Linked DNA regions of Sus scrofa: region 1 is linked to region 2. Evidence: chromatin contacts called from public Hi-C data. All regions are on one chromosome and are shown on one strand. Each heading gives the region's core, a stretch centred on a gene start, on an enhancer-like site or on the middle of the called end of the contact. The rest is flanking DNA. Distances are from core to core; before and after follow the strand shown. Region 1 has its middle 20 kb from the start of SCD. Region 2 holds the start of BLOC1S2 (biogenesis of lysosome-related organelles complex 1 subunit 2).

Region 1 (4,140 bases), core at 1,122-3,621, 85 kb after region 2:
TCTATGTTTTGCAAACCATACTCCATCCACCCTGCTCTTGTGTTTTGAGATCTTTAAGGGCATCTCTTCTTTTAGAAATGTCTCCTGCCCCTAATGGATCAGTGCTTAATAAAAGTATTGAAAGACCTCGTTTCTAGTTTTAAATTCTGTCTCTGTGACAAACTGTGTGAAATGTCACAGGGAGTGGGAATTGCATTCTGTGACCTGTAGTTAACTTACTAAACTGCAGGCAAAAAGCCGATTCCTGCACGCTGACTTTGGGGCAAATACCACAAGCTCTAATTGCAGGTTCCAAGAAGTTGAGATTCTATACTGGGATTGCCCCTCCCCCGCCGGGGGCCTGCCCAGCCTGCTGCAACCCAGGCCACAGAGAGCTCACAAAGCCCAAGTGTGTGCTGTGCTGACTCACATGGCGCTTCTCTGTCCAGGCTAGGACCATCCCAGAGGGGCCCTAGGGGCACTCTCCTCTGGCCATTTCCCATAGGAGCAGTGAGTAGCCAGGGGCCATCACTGGAACTTTGTGACCAATCAGAGGGAATGAGCAATGAGAGGAAAGTGAAAGGATTGCTCATCACCACAGTTGGAATCCTTAAACAATTCTGAACAGCAGTAAGGATTTCCCCTTCAGCCTTTGAGTGTGTCTGTTTCATATATTTATATGTTTTAGGTAAAGTTCCCATACCACAAAATTAGCCATTTGAAAGTGAACAATTTGGTGGCTTTTAGTCTATTCAGTGTCAAAACCTTTCCATCACCCCAAAAGAAGACTTTGTACTTGTTCAAAAGCCACTCTCCATCTTCCCCTCTCCCGCCAAGCCCTGGCAATCACCAGTCTGCTTTCTATCTCTACGGATTTACCTAGTCAGGATATAACATACAAATGGAATCCTACAATATCTGACCTTCTGTGCCTGGCTTCCTCCTCTTGACACGGTGCTTTTGAGGTTCATCTACATCATAGCATGTATCAGGACTTCATTTCTTACTGTTGCCAAATAATATACCACTGTATAAATATTCTGCAATTGATTTCTCTATTCACCAGTTGGTGAATATTTGGATTGTTTCCACCTTTTGACTATTGTGAATAGAATTGCTATGAACATATGTGTGTAAGTAATCGAGTACCTGTTTTCAATTCATTTTGGTTTATACCTACGAGCTGGGTGATATGGCAATTCTGTTGAACTTGTCCTGGAACAGCCAAATCACTTTCCACAGTGGCTGCAGCATTGTGCATTCCCACCAGCAACGTGTGAAGGTCACCCTTTACTGTTAAAGTGTACATGTACTCACTTCTTCCTTCCTTCCTCCCTACTTGTAGGAAAGCCAGTCCCCACAGACCTTCCTTCCCCTGGAGTGGAGGGTGGAAGAAGCTGTCCCTCTAGTAGAAAGGTGATCTACACAGCTGAGCAGCAGGAACTCCTCTGCTCTCCGGCTCTGTCTCTGCACTTGCCTTTTCAACGAATAAGATTCTGTGACCAGGAATAGGTGAGGACAGGCACCCATCTCCCCCTGTGGCACACCCACCACAGCCATTTATGTTACCCCATAAACTACCCTCCAACACCTCCGTCTTCACACGGAACATACCATTAAACCGTCTTAAACAGTCAAAAGCGACAGCAGAAAGGAAGCAGCTCTGTGTGGAAGCTGCACACCCCACCCCCCACCCCCGACCTGAAGGCTAGCGTTTTAACTCTCAGCTCGAGCTTAAGATCTCTGAAGACACAACCCCTAGCCTTGTCCTGCCCAGCCCCCCTTGCTCAAGGGCCTGCCCGTCTGGGCCTGTCTGGGCCTGGCTGGCAGCAGGCATGAATGGAGAAGAAGAGCCTCCCTCTCCACCCCCTCTTACCGGGGTTACTGGCGGTCACAGAGCTATTTACATTTACAACAGCCCGACAGCGCCTGATCAAGCCGGAGCCAATCAGCAGCCCCCAAGCTTGTCTGACTCCGTCAGCGCCAATCAGGAGGTGCTAGCCTTATAGCCTCTCTCACTTTGAATCACAGGTCGGCTCTCGCCTTTTTTGGGGAGGCTAGTCTGACTCAGAGCTCGGCTCTCCTAGACCTCAGGTTTGCCTTTTTCCGGAATGGGGAAAATACTGAAATACATGCACTTGAGAATTCTAGGAGTGTTTTACATAAGAATGGAGAGCAGTGTTCTTTCCCAGCACAAATCCAATGCTTCTCTGCGGCAGAAAAAAACATAGAGTTTCTCCTCCCTAACTGTCAGCCCCTCCCTAAGCCAGGATCAGCAACACGGGCTCTTAAATCTACAACTGCCTTTGAGATGGGCGTGAGACCTTGCTAAGGAGGACAGGCCAATAGGCAGCTCTAATTTTTAGTCTCACTGCAATAGCGCAATCACCCACCACGTGAGAGGCAAAGAGCTAAGAATCAGCAAAACAGGCTAAAGATGTTGGCGAGTCACAGAGTAGAGCAGAAGCAGGAACTTGTTTGGAATGTCAGGGCTGATGTAACTGAGTAGAATAGAGCGTGCAGGAAGAGTGAGAGAGGGAGGGAGGGAATGCAACGTGGAGGGAGCCCTGGAAAGCCAGCCTGGAGAGTTTCGACTTGGCTTCTGTAAGAGATAGGGAGCAGTCGGTTACTCTCTACTGGGAGAGGAAAAAGATCTTCGTGTTTCAGAGAGTTAACATAGAGAGCAGATCAAAGAAGGACCAGATTAGGGCTGGAAGATCAGTTAGGAGGTCATGAGACCTAAAAACTAAGACAGTAACAGTCAGATGGAAAGGAAGGGCACTGGGCTGTGAGGTATCTTGGAGCCGAATCAATAGCACTTAATTGATTAGATATGTGAGATAAGTGGGGAGGAGAGTCAGAGGTGACTTTTAGGTTTCTCTCCTGTGTCACTAGAAGGGGAGCATTAACTGAAATAGGTAGTTAAAAAAGACGGAGAGAGAGAAGCAGATTTTGGAAAGGGAATAGGAGTTCACTTTTGGACGTGGGGAGTTTAAGTTACAAGAAAAATAACCACATGGGAAAAAATATCTAGTAAACAATAATAAGGATCTTGGTGATTAGAAGAGAAATAAAGATGATCCAGGAGTTCCTGTCATGGAGCAGCAGAAACAAATCCGACTAGGAACCATGAGGCTGTATGTTTGATCCCTGGCCTCAATTAGTGGGTTAAGGATCTGGCGTGGCTGTGGCATAGGCCAGCGGCAACAGCTCCGACTGGACCCCTAGCCCGGGAAACTCCATGTGCCGTGGGTGTGGCCCTAAAAGGCAAAAAAAAAAAAAAAAAAAAGAAGACATCTAAAATGAGTTCCCCCTGTGGCACAGTGGGTTAAGGATCTGGTTTGTCTCTCTAGAGGCGCCGGTTCTATCCCTGGCCCAGTGCAGTGGGTTAAAGATCCAACATTGCTACAGCTGTGGCTCAGATTCAGTCCCTGGCCTGGGAACCTCCATATGCTGAGGGTGAGGCTGAAAAAAAAAAATAATAATAATAATAAAAAAACGAGACATTCTTCTCCCCTGAATACTGTGCAATGAATGGATGAGCTCACCTGAACTAACAGCGTCACCTAACTACATCTTCCTAGGAATTCTCTTATGCATGTCGTGGATCAGCCTTAGAATCAGAGCCAGTAGAATAGCCAGTGAAAGAGAAAGAGAAAGAAAATATTCTAGGGGGTGTGGGGGGATGCGCTGGGGTTATGGGATGGAAATCCTATAAAATTGGATTGTGATGATCATTGCACAACTATAAATGTAATAAATTCATTGAATAATGAAAAAAGAAAGAAAGAAAAAATATTCTAGAACTTGGTAGGTTAAGGGTAATGTTCTATACAAAAGTAATCACAGCTCATAGTACCTCTGCCTTTAGCACTGAAGCAGAAATAGTGCATTACCCTAGTGTTAAGGACTTGGTAAGTGTGAGCATCTGCCAAAAACAGATGGACCCTGAGGCCAAAGCTGCCCCTATTTAGGGAAATAGGGAGAATCTAAAGAAAGAAGGAGTAAAATGTGTATTTAAAATCAAGGGTTTCGGAATCAAATATTCAGTGAAATGTAAAGAAGAGGAAATACATTAGGAGAGACGATCTCGGTTTTGATATTTATAACTTCAGTAGAAAGCCTTTAAATGGTGCAGAGAGAAGTTATCTACTGATCATG
Region 2 (4,069 bases), core at 1,342-3,841:
TCCTTAACCCACTGAGCAAGGGCAGGGATCAAACCTGCAACCTCATGGTTTCCAGTCAGATTCATTAACCACTGAGCCATGACGAGAACTCCAGAAAAAATTCATCCTAACTTTGTAATTCACTTTTAGAAAATGAGCTCTCTGGGGACAGGGGCCATATTCCCTTCCCTTCTCCACTTCCCTAAGCACAAAAAAACATTAAATACAAATACATTTAATTGTAAAAATTATTACTTACACTTCTGGTTTAAGTCCTTTAAGTTTCTACTTATGTTTATAGCAATATCTTTCATTTCAAGATACTTCAAACTGGTAAGCTTATTCATATTTTCCAGGAGCTTATAGTCTTCACTGGTGGCTTTAAAACAAACAGAAGATGTGATGCCTTTAAGATGTGTTTATATCATTGGAATGTGGAATTAACTACTAAATAGTAGTTCAAGGCAGGACCTGGGGAATGTCAAAGAAAGGGGCCCTCCCTCCTTTTTTTTTCTTTTTTTTTTTTTTTTTTGGCTACACCCTCAGCATAAAAAAATTCCCAGGCCAGGGATCAAACCCATGCCATGGCAGTTACCGATGCCACAGCAGTAAAAACACCCAATCCTTTAACCAGTAGGCTACCAGGGAACTCCAAGCAGGCCACTTTTGATCTATGACATTTATACTCAGCCTGTGGACTATGAATATCTAAGTAGAAACTCAGGCAACAATCAGCAAACTACTTAAACCAAATAAAATCCAGAAGTTCAGGATCTTAGTTAGAAAGGGAAATGATAAACTCAAGTACCAAGAAAAAGGAAATGAAACAGTCCTGGTACCTCTACAACATGAAAACATACAGTTTGGCAGACTGCAGCATAAATACATATATATCAAAATATATATATAAAATCAACTAGGAACTCAACACATCTTAGTAACTCATTTATTACTTGATTCAACATTGCATTTTTTTTTTTTTCTTTTTAGGGCTGCACCTGCAGCACATGGAAGTTCTCAGGCTAGGGGTCAAATCAGAGCTATAGCCTGCCTGACTAAGCCACAGCCACAGCAATGAGAGATCTGAGCCTTCTCTGCAACCTACACCACAGCTCATGGCAACACCAGATTCCCAATCCACTGAGTGAGGCCAGGGATCAAACCCTCGTCCTCATGGATACTAGTTGGGTTCGTTATCACTGAGCCACAACAGGAACTCCCAACACTGCATTTTATGCACTGACTTTTTCAAACCATTTGCCTGCTTCTCACATCCTCATTTCCCTTCCCAATCCCTATACAAAGCAAATAGCCCCTACTCCAACTTTCCCAAAAGCCAAGTCTACTGACATCAACTGCCTGTCAGATACTACGGAGGTCCAGGAGGATAGTAACTGAGAAAAAGCCATAGATTTGGTGGTTAGGAGCTGATAGTTAAGGGGTATGATGGTCTTGGGGCATGTAATTTCTCTGAATGGTGGGAGCAGAGACCAGACCGGAAGGGTTTACATGAGTGAATGGTGACAAGGAGGAAGCAGTGAATGTAGGCTACTCTTTCGAAAGGGTTAGCTGTGACGCTCCTTTGCTTTACTGAGCAAATGATGTGGGGTGTCAAATAGAGTGCTTTGGGGCTGGAGGAAACCTGAATATGTTTCTAGATAGAGAGGAAGGTGCCGGGATAGAGTGTGGAAAAGCAAGGGAAAGGAAATGATGAAGAGAGGCCCTAATGAGGTAGAAGGATTTGGGACCAAGAGCACAGCAGGAGGAGTTGTCTTGGCAAGAATAGGAATACGTTTACCTCTTGAGAAGACACTAAGGCACAGAGAAATCTAGAAGTGAGGCAAAAAGACAGGCAGTTGATGTCAGTAGACTTGGGCTTCTTTGTTACCCATTCATGACCTCCCCAAACTTGCAACAGGATTGTTTCAGGGTGTGTGGGTTTAGGGAGGGAGCCACAGACTGATGCTGCTAAGGCACCTCACAGGTCTACCTGCTCCAAACCCCAGCTCCAGCAAGTGGTGCCCGGCACTACCCGAATCAACCCAGTTCCCGCCTCACCCGTCAGTTCCCCAGTCAGGTAAGTTGCCATTTTAGAGAACATGTCCCGGCAGAGCTCATTGATGTCAGCCTCAGCGGGCTCCTTTGCTTCCTCAGCAGTCTCCACCGCGGCATCATCTGGATCAAAGGAGAATGAGTAAGGGCCCCGCCCTACACCCGGTCCTAATCCAGCCGAAGCAGGCTCTCCCCACACACCTCCACTTGTCCTTCCATCACAGCGGCTCCATTCTCCATGTACCATAATTTCAGGTACCTCGCCTCGTCCTTGCCCCACCTGACATGCCAACTCTGCTCCCTTGCACTGACCTCAGTTCACACTCGATCCCGCGGCCGAAGCTTCATTCGCCCTGACAGAACAAACACACGCACACACAGAAGCGCCTCTCCGACCTGCCTGCTCCCGTCAGGTGAGCTCCGGGATTCCAGGTCCGTACCCGGAGCCTCAGCCCTTTCACAGGACACTTCCTCCCCATTCACTCCACATACCTCGAACGGGCTCCTCTCGGTGAGCCCGGGAACCCCCTCTGCCGCCGCCGCCATGCCCTGCAGGAGTTGCTTCCGGTTCTCGGGTGCCTGCGCATGCGTGCCGGGCGTGCCCCGCCCTCCCTGCCCTGGGTTCGTTGCCCTGGGATCCCGAGCCTCTGGGCTAAATTGTACCGCAGGTGAAAGGGTAATGAGCAGTAAGAGAATGTAAGCTTAGGGCGTAAACACTAAGCCGAAATTGAGACTAAAAAAGGCTTTCGTGAGTCAATCCGTAGTCAAGAGCCCGACGTGTGAAACAAAGGATGCGCCCAATCCTGTGGCCACTGGCGGAGGGATCACTAACTAGTCTAGGAAGACCCAAGACCTAATGGGGTGGATCGAGCCCAGAGTGGCCTGCTGGCTGAAGTGACGGAGACGAGTCAGCCCCTACGCAGAGAATCCTTACCCAGCTGGTTTTAGTGGCTGAAAGACTGACTGCTCAGGAAATCCATGCTTCTGAAGATAGTCTTATCCAGGGAAACCTGTAGGCATGATCCCTGAGCCGAAATACTCTCTCTTCCAATGTCCCAGATTAACGTCAACTCGTTGGACTTTTTTTCTCAAACTGCAGGCTGGCACCCACTTCTCTTCAGTTGATACAGCCTTTCTTGAAGAAAGCTGAGATAACTTTTCTAGGGCTGAGGATATACTCTGGTTATCTTGATTGCATTCAGCTGTTGACAAGACTCTTGAATGTACAGAGTATATTTGATAGGATGGGAGAACTCCTGTATTTGACAGAAGCAGGTGAAAGGAATTGATGAAAAAAAGAGACTGAGAAGCAATGGAAGGTGCAAAATGAGGGAGGGATAGAGGTCACAAGGGAAGAGAGAAGAGATATATAGCAGCTCTTGGGATACAGCCCTATACCCTGAAATCTTTGTGTGGGGGGGTTTGTCTTATCCCTAGTTATCCTCCATCGGCATTCTCCCACGACCCACACCCTAAAGCATGTGCGGGCACACAAACACACACACATACCCCTTACTCTCTTCCCTCTGAGGACCAGGTCTCCTTAGGCCACTGTCTCCACTCTCTCTAATGATACAGTCACAGTGCCAACCATTTCAAACCATTCCTATGAGCCAGAAATTTGTATTTCAGGACCCCTGGGACAGCCCATCTTCTTCACGATGTCACCGCCCAGCAGGGATGAGCTTTCTCCAGCCCAAGTACAAGGATGGCTCACAGTTCCAGCCCCTCTTCTTCCCCCTGCATTCCCAGAAACAAGTGCAAAGTCTTAGTTTTCCTAAGGATTTTTATTGATAAGCAACAGGTTTGTGACGTGTCCCCACATTGTCCTATGGAAGGACAGAGTCAGCTCCCCCACATTTCATCCAAAGATCTCAGAATCCTGAGGTTATTTCTTTGCTGGATTCTCCTCATGCTCCATCTCTGTCCTGGTTTACAGCCCCCTCGGTGTTCAGTAGCATGCACGGAGGCAGGCTCTTTCACTGAGCCTTCGTGGACTTTGTTGGGGAAGGCTGGGGGAGGTTATCGCTCCAGAGCC

What was found. Hi-C and Micro-C count contacts between places; a contact is called where the count stands out from the background.
Region 1: a contact with region 2 is called in a Hi-C map of skeletal muscle, with 8 times the contacts expected there. The contact joins the enhancer-like site here to the promoter of BLOC1S2 in region 2. A contact is called at or near these places in 3 of 47 Hi-C or Micro-C datasets (heart right ventricle, liver and skeletal muscle) and 1 of 2 datasets of contacts at active chromatin or transcription factors (alveolar macrophages).

What each region holds. Positions count from the first base shown.
Region 1 is chr14:111,480,155-111,484,294 of Sscrofa11.1, forward strand. No RefSeq gene overlaps it. Among named protein-coding and RNA genes, the nearest start is that of SCD, 20 kb to the left of the region's middle. Within about 2 kb of position 2,372, at least 77 of the 83 cell types and tissues checked have an H3K27ac peak or open chromatin away from gene starts, as enhancers often do. A contact at or near this core is called in alveolar macrophages, liver and skeletal muscle, where this site is marked.
Region 2 is chr14:111,395,018-111,399,086 of Sscrofa11.1, forward strand. It overlaps BLOC1S2 (biogenesis of lysosome-related organelles complex 1 subunit 2), which reads right to left and starts at 2,592. Exons shown (of 6, transcript XM_001929529.5): 1 at 2,556-2,592; 2 at 2,524-2,553; 3 at 2,038-2,154; 4 at 239-358. The coding sequence starts at 2,577. PKD2L1 (polycystic kidney disease 2-like 1 protein) reads right to left here. Exons shown (of 16, transcript XM_001927121.4): 16 at 3,687-4,069.